Regions from separate parts of the Mus musculus genome. Here region 2 is linked to region 1. The links are chromatin contacts, called in public Hi-C maps. All regions are on one chromosome and are shown on one strand. Each heading gives the region's core, a stretch centred on a gene start, on an enhancer-like site or on the middle of the called end of the contact. The rest is flanking DNA. Distances are from core to core; before and after follow the strand shown.

Region 1 (4,019 bases), core at 885-3,384:
CTCTCTCTCTCATGCCCACCTGCTAGGCCCCAGAGACTGTATTCACAGCATGCTGCCTCTGTGTCAGGGCTCTCGCAAAGTGCTGGCGGGCAGAGTTGATCGAGATGGATCTCTGTGCCATGGCTCTCAGAGCACCTAGTGGCTCACACTGAGGCCAGACAACAGAGAACATGCCCACAGCATGACTCACAGTCCTTCTGTCTGCAGAGGCCAGTCAAATTATATGTTAATATAATAACCCACACAGTTGTCATATTCATAGAGGGAAGGGAATGGTTTTGCTGTGAGCAATAAACAATAATTGTAGCCAGGTCCAGGTGACAGTTGACTTCCCACGGCAAGGTAAGTGGAGAGAAACTACTGGACCCTAAATGTCACCCCTGAGACTATATCCATGGAGATGCTCATATTATTCAATCTCTGGAAGAACTTTATTTATTTATCCATCCATCCATCCACCCTTCCATCTATCCATCCTTCTCTTCTCTTCTCTTCTCTTCTCTTCTCTTCTCTTTTCTTTTCTTTTCTTTTCTTTTCTTTTCTTTTCTTTTCTTTTCTTTTCTTTTCTTTTCTTTTCAGGACAGGGTTTCTCTGTGTATTCCTGGCTATCCTGAAACTCGCTCTGTAGACCAGGATGGCCTTGAACTCAGAGATCCACCTGCCTCTGCCTTCTTGTACTGAAATTAAAGGCATGTGCTACCTCTACCCAGACTCTTTTATTTTTAATATTTAAAAAAATATGTGCAAAAAAATGTTCAGCCGGGCGGTGGTGGTGCACGCCTTTAATCCCAGCACTTGGAAGGCAGAGGCAGGTGGATTTCTGAGTTCAAGGCCAGCCTGGTCTACAAAGTGAGTTTCAGGACAGCCAGGGATATACAGAGAAATCCTGTCTCGAAAAACCAATAAATAAATAAACAAATAAACAAACAAATAAATATGTGTATGGGTATTTTGCATGCATGTGTATTTGTGTACCATATACATGCAGTGCCTGAAGAGGCCAGAAGAGGGCATCAGATCCACTGAGAATGGAGTTACAGATGGTTGTGAGCTGCTGTGTAGATGCTGGGAATGGAACCCAGGCCCTCTGGAAGAGCAGCCAGTGCTCCTAACGGCCGAGCCATTCTCCAATCTTAGAAGAACATCTCTTAAAATGCAAATATGCCCTTTTCCATGCTGCCCAGTGACTTTTTTCATTCTGACTTTTTAACAGCCAGTTCAAATGTCAGAGTCTCTGCTAGAGGCAGGTAGTAATTTTCCTAATAGTTTGCCTCGACTTCTGAAGAAATTCATTGTCAAGTATGGTGGGTCCCTGCATGACTTGCTCTGCTTGGCAGCCCAGGGTGAATGTTCAGTACTGGCCTAACACCACACATGGAATAAATGGACAATCGCCTAGATAAAATTATCACCATTGGCCTTCTGTTCCTATGGAGGGTAGACCACAAAAGCCTCTTCCCAGCCGGCCCTGAGGAGCCTCTCTCTCTGAGTTCTCTACTTCATGTCTGTTCTTTGCACATTGCACACCAGTGTTTGCATGTGGAGGCGTTCCTTGTTTGAAGGTCACTGTCAGCTTGGTTACGAGAACCTTGGGTGTTCCTTGAATGGAAGGGATGAGGGTTGGGGTTTTTAGAACACGGAAGTCCCAAGGCTAAAACCATGACGGGATGTCAGACAGGAAGAACAGGTTGGAGAAGGAAGTTATCTGTCGGTACCCATTCTTCCTTCCTGGCCAAAGTGGTCAGAGGCCCCCCTCTAGAGTCTTGGGACTGAATAACACAGAAGGGGAGGATCCAAGAAGGGCTGTCTTCTGCCTGGAGGTAAGCTACGTTTGTGAGCAGGAAGGGAAGTCATTATGCTCTGGGGATGAGTACCTAAGTGTAAGGAAGGCCTAGACCGGAGCTTTTCTTCTGAATCATCTACTTCCAACAGGGACGACCTGCGCCCGAGTCATTTTCTCTTCCACGCTTCCGTGTCTTCATCTGTAAAATGGGCTTCATCAAGTCCAGACTTGGAGGTGGATGAGGTCATCGGCTGGGCCTGACGCTTGGGAACCTGCAGGGGGCAGTACGGGAACCTGGGCCCTGGGAAGACCGGGTGGGGCCGGAGTCTCCGCCCCGCGCCAGCACCCCATTCCCCCTTCTGCGGGTCTTTGCTCAGTGCCCTCCAGTGTCCAGACCGGGCGGGGTGCCAGAGTGGGCCGGGCTGCGCGCTGGCTGGCGGGCGGAGGCGGCCTAGACGCGCCGTGCCGAGCGAGCCGGGGAAGCTCGGAGCCAGCGGGAGACGCAGGCCTCCTTCCCTCCGGGCCACGGCGACGGGCACCAGGGCCTAGGCAACCTGGGTAAAGGCCTAACTGGGTCGATCGCTCCTCCGGCCCCCGGCTGGACGGCTGCGCTGGGCCCCGGAAGCAAGAGCCGGGCAGCTGGGTCGCGGGAGCGGGCAAGTGGCACTGGGGATTCTGCCGGAGCTTGGGCGCTGAATACAGGCCTACTGGCAGCTTCACTTTGCCCCCCCGCCCCCAAGCCAAGTGGAAGTGGGAAAGCTATTTGGGACCCAGTTTGGTGGAAAAGCTCCGCAACTTCTGTTGCATTCCTTCTTTTGATTAGTGCCATGACAACTGCTCGATTAGAGAATTATCCTAGACCCTGCACGTCTTATCTTGACTCAGTGGACCTGGGGCTGATTGATGTCAATCCTGGGATTTGTCAGGTTTTCAGGACCTTTCTCTAATCCCCAGGTCTCCTGTTTCCAGCCCACTCAAGACCTCAGCCAGCTCCTGCTCTGGCTAGTTGTGCTCAGTGCAGCCTCTTCCTAAGTTTGCTTCCCTTCTGCCCTAGCGGCAGTGAGGGAGGCCACGCCAGCCTAGCCACATATGCATGTCAAGGAGCTGTGGGATGGGGTGGGCCAGAATAGACTCCTTGGGAAAGAGTACCTTGAGCAGTATCTTCAAAGAGTGTCTGGGATTCTGATAAAGTAAATGCTAACCAAAGTATAGGGACTGAGTTAGGAAGGTGAGAGCAAGAATCCAATAGTAGTCTTGGAGGATGAGGTGTGGGCTGGGGGCAAACCTGGAAAAATAGCTTGTGTGGGCCTGGGTTTCATAGCTGTCAAGTAGCTTAGGAGTTTAGGGAGCTGATTTCTGCAGGGGATGAGGGAGTGGAATAGGCCAACAGTGGAGGCACAGAGGACTTGAGGAAGTAGGGTTTTGTAAGGTCTGGAAGGATCTCTCTGAAATGATGAAATGAAGAGGCTGGCAAAAACCAGTAGGGAGAGATCTGTAAGACTGCCACCGCTGCCTGTGGGGGAAGGCTTCGAATAAAGAGCAAGGGAATAGTGTGTGAATCCAGGGCTTGGGGGAGCTCTGCCACAAAGTAAACAGAGGAGGGGGGCTGACGAGGCCAGGTTGGCATGGCTGAAGTGTGAGGCAGAGGCGGCACATCCTTGTGTCAAGCAGGAAGTTCATTCACACATCCATTTATTATTTATGCCAGCCTTACAGGCAGCTTACATAAAAGTCAGAGAGATGATAAAGTGATACAGCCATTAAAACTCAGCCGTGGCACAAAAGCAGACGGAAATGAATAAGGATGAGTGGGGGAAAAAAGCCAGGCTCAGAAAAGGCCTGCGAGTGAGCACAGGGCTCCTATCTGAGCTTGCTAGCAGTCAAGCAAAAATAAAACCTAAAAGCAGATGATTGGGCTGGATCTCGGGGCAGAGGCAGCTGTGAAACTCCAGTGCCAGGCAGGAGCTGGTAGGAGATGAAACAGAATCACTCAGGTTAGGATTATCTTTGCTGAGGAGAGCTAGAAGCCAGGGCAGGGTTTCAAAGGCTTCTTTTATACATATGAGGAAGGGCTGAGCCTCTCTTGGGAGATGGCCCCTTCTTAGATACTAGGGGTAAGGGTTCGAGAGAAAGCAAGAGAGGGAGGGAGAGGTGTGTGTGTGTGTGTGTGTGTGTGTGTGAGAGAGAGAGAGGTATGTATGTGTTTGTATGTGTGTATATTTGTGTGTGTGCGTGT
Region 2 (4,019 bases), core at 907-3,406, 77 kb after region 1:
AAAAACAAAACAAACAAAAAAAAGTCGTGAGAGCAGTTTTATCTGAAAGAAGGGGCTGGAGAAGGGGCTCAGTTTGTCAAATTCAATCCCCACTATCTATGGAAAGGGCCATGGAAAAGTCCTAGGGCTGGGAGGTGTAGACATCCAGGGCCTAATGAGAGACTGTCTCAAAACATAAGATGGATGAGCTGGGCATCGTGTTGAGTGCCTTTAATCACAATACTCAGGAGGGAGAGGCTCTCTGTAACCTGGAGGCCAGTATGGGCTACACAGTGAGACCTTGTCTCCAAAAAAGGAAGGAGGGAAGGGAAGAGGAAAGGAGAAGGAAAAGGAAAGGAAGGGGGAGGTAAGGAAAAAGAAAGAAAGATGGACCCCAAGGAACAGCGCGGGATTTGAGGTTGATCACGCACAGGTTTAAAGCATTTATATGAACCTAGATTCCTAGAGAGTAACTTGGCCAGAAAGCTCATGAAAGATAGGTGTGTCAGCTGGTAGGGAAATGTAAATCAAAACCACAGTGAGGCACTACTTCACACCCACTAGGAAGTGTATCATCAGAAAAGGAAAGTAATAGATACTGCTGAGGAGGTAGAGAACTAGAATCATGCGTCATTAATGGATATGAAAAACTGCAACCATGTAGAAAAGTTTGGCATTTCTTCAAAACGTTCAACAGAATTAGCATATCATCTTCTAGCTTTCTAAGACATATATTTCTAGAACTGTAAGCAGGAACTTGATCAGATATTTGTATATCCATGTTCATTGCAGAAGTGTTCATGACAAGTAGACGTGGGATACACTCCACATTTATCAGCAGATAAATGGACAAACGAAATGTTGGTGTACAGTTGCAGTTGCCTGGTGTGTACCCAAGCTTCTGAATTCAGTAGGCATTCACCGAGATTCTGGAGCATAGCATTCACTGCAGGACTGCCATAGCTAAGTTAGGGAACGAGCTGAGGTGTCCAACAACAGGAAATAACAAAAGTGTGCCATTTGTACAGTGAAACCTTTTCAGCCATAAAGGAAAATGAAATTCTGTCATTTCAAGAAAAATGAATGCAAATGAAGGCAGTATTAGTCATAAGTGAGTTAAGCCAATCACAGAAAGCCATATGTATATCATTGTTTTCTCTTGTTTATGATTTCTAGATTTTTCTATAGTCAACATAAAGTCATGCACACAGATATTAAGTGACAAAGTAAAACTGTCTAGGGAAGTGGTGGGGACTAGTAGGGCTGAGAAAAAGGAGGGTGTGAGTATGGGGAGGGGATATGTTTAACATATTGTATAGAACTCTAGGAAAATTAAATTTGTATTATTCTGTATGCACACACACCTCAGCAGTTGGTTCTTTCCTACCTTGTGGGGTCCAGAAATCTGAGGTCAAACTCAGGTCTTGTGCACAGGCATCTCTGTCCAAGCCATCTCACTGGCCAGGTAAGTTTCAATACTCACCTGTAAGAAGGGGTAGAATGCACATACAAGCTACAGCACAGATTAATTGTGAAGACAGTTTGCTGATTGAAATAAGCCAGATCTAAAAGGACGTTTTATGATTTTACTTATGAGGTATTTAGACTGTGCAAATTTATAAAGACAGGTATAATAGAGTATTGGGAACTAAAAGGAGGGGAGAGGTGGTTACTGCTCAATGGTCATATAGCCAGAATAGATGAGTTCTAGAAATGGTAGCATTGAGGCACGTTCCTGAAATTCTGCTGTGCTGAGACAGGAATATCACTGCAGGTTCAAAGCCAGTGTGTGCTGCAAGGCTAGGGCCTATCTTAACAAACCAACTATTGCCATCATTGTAGCACCCACCTGCAGTCTCAGCTCTCAGGAAGACCAGAGACACTGAAGGTCATTCTCTACTGGATGGAAAGTTTTAGCCCGCCCTGGGATACATCATAACATGATGCTCTGTCTCAAAAAGATAAGAATGGGGTATATGGTCAAATGCATATATACAGGTGTAAAATGTATCAAGAGTAAGCACTATTGAAGAAAAAGGGAATGTAAATAAATCTGGAAATGGATAGTGGTTATGGTTATATGATATTGTTGATGTTGTGTGCTAGAAATGGCTTAAGTGATCTTAAGAAAAAAATGCCTTTTTAAAAAAGCTTGCATCACTGTTGCATTGCGTAAGTACTTTCCTAAGGTTGGCCATATTGCAACAGAACTTGGTGTTCTTCTCATTGTGTCACACAGAATGTCTAAAGAAACAAAGCACTTCACTGTGGATCTAACAGGAGTAATTATTAAAGACGTCTGCTTCAATAAAGGAGATTCAGAAAGTGTGTGTGTGTGTGTGTGTGTGTGTGTGTGTGTGTAATGTGTATGTGTGGGTACAAGTGCCGTGGCTCATGTAATTTGAGTAAGCTGTAGGCATTGAACTTGTGTTGTCAAGGTTTAAGACGAGTACCTTTAATCACTGAGCCATATTGTAAGACTCTGTTAAGGGAATTCTTAAAGTGCAAGCAAACAGTATTTGGTTTTACGAATACAGCTGTGCCAGGCGTGGTGGCGCACGCCTTTAATCCCAGTGCTCGGGAGGCAAAGGGCAGGCGGATTTCTGAGTTCGAGGCCAGCCTGGTCTACAGAGTGAGTTCCAGGACAGCCAGGGCTACACAGAGAAACCCTGTCTCGAAAAACAAACAAACAAACAAACAAAAAAGAATACAGCTGTATTTTGACTGCATAAATAGTTTGGTGTGTTGTCTTGATTGTGTCTGGAATCGGCAGTCTTGTCCACTGTTTCCTGGGCCATGAATGCGAATGTCACTAGAGTGGAAAAAGGCATGTTGTGTGTAACATTTTACGGAGGTAATTTTAGTATTTCAGACTGTCTGAAAGGGCCCTGAGAACTATTGTATTCATCTATTTCTAAATTAATTTATTATAAGTTTGCACATGTCATGACACACATGTGGAGGTGAGAAGGGCAGCACCGATCTGTCTCCTTAGCCCGAAGCATAGCTTTGTAATAATGTTAACATTCTGTGGGAGCTTCCTCGAGTGCTGTTGAGATGCCAGTTTCTGTCACACTTGGGAAAGCTCCTGTCACTGTTTCTGTCTCTCCCATTTCTCCTTCAGGAGACTGCTTAATGTTCCATTGGCCACTACGACTACATCGATCCCCTCCCCAGTATTTTAATTTAGAAAGTTTCTACTACTCTCTTCAGCTTATTGTTGTTTTCTACTAAAGCACTGGTTCCCAACCTGTGGGTCTCCGCCCTTTCACAAGGGTCACATATCAGATATTTACATTATGGATCATAACACTATCAAAATTACAATTATGAAGTAGCAAGAAAATAATCTTAAGGTTGGGAGTTTCCACAGCAGGATGAACTGTATTAAAGAGTCACAGCATTAAGGAGGTTGAGAACCACTGCTCTAAAGTATTTGCTATTAATCTGCCCATTTAAATTTTCATTTCTGAGACTGGAGAGATGGCTTAGTGGTTTAAGAAGACTGGCTGCTCTTTGAGAGAGCCAGGGTTTGATTACCAGCACACACATGGTGGCTCACAGCTGCCTGCAACTCTAATTTCAGGGAACCCAGTATATTCTTCTGGGCTCTGAGGACACCAGGCCTGCATATGGTGCATAGGCATACATGCAGGCGAGATATCCATATACATAAAGTAATAAATAAATAAAAAGGCTCAGTGGTTTATAGTACTAGCTGCTCTTCCAGAGACCCTGGGTTCAGTTCTCAGCACCTGTAACTCTGGTCTCAGAGGATCTGGCACCTTTCTCTGATCTCTGCCCAAGACATACAAGGGCATACATGGAGGCAAAATACTCATACACATAAAAAAAAGTAAATAAAAGGAAATTTCAGTGTCTTACTAAAAATAATAGAAATTTTCAGCTTTTGAGGTCGAATCGACTTATTTTAAATTTGTATTATTACTGCATGTACATAATCTGAAGACATGCTTGGACACTTGAGAAATTGGAGGACAGCTTTGTGGAGTCAGCGTTTTCCTTCTACCTTTACATGA

The links. A called contact is a pair of places that touch in the nucleus more often than the background predicts.
Region 2: a Hi-C map of bone marrow-derived macrophages shows a contact between it and region 1, with 66 read pairs. The contact joins the enhancer-like site here to the promoter of Nlrx1 in region 1. A contact is called at or near these places in 3 of 39 promoter capture datasets (frontonasal cranial neural crest, macrophages and second pharyngeal arch cranial neural crest), 1 of 15 datasets of contacts at CTCF or cohesin (CD8 T cells), 10 of 484 Hi-C or Micro-C datasets (B cells, the G1E-ER4 cell line, bone marrow-derived macrophages and 7 more), 12 of 115 datasets of contacts at active chromatin or transcription factors (the HPC-7 cell line, bone marrow-derived macrophages, embryonic stem cells and 5 more) and 4 of 9 other capture datasets (adipose tissue, liver, macrophages and 1 more).

What each region holds. Positions count from the first base shown.
Region 1 is chr9:44,266,302-44,270,320 of GRCm38.p6, reverse strand. Nlrx1 (NLR family member X1) reads left to right here and starts at 2,134. Exons shown (of 10, transcript NM_001163743.1): 1 at 2,134-2,341.
Region 2 is chr9:44,189,523-44,193,541 of GRCm38.p6, reverse strand. All of the region lies in intron 2 of Cbl (Casitas B-lineage lymphoma), which reads left to right. Among named protein-coding and RNA genes, the nearest start is that of Cbl, 43 kb to the left of the region's middle. Within about 2 kb of position 2,156, at least 17 of the 459 cell types and tissues checked have an H3K27ac peak or open chromatin away from gene starts, as enhancers often do. A contact at or near this core is called in adipose tissue and bone marrow-derived macrophages, where this site is marked.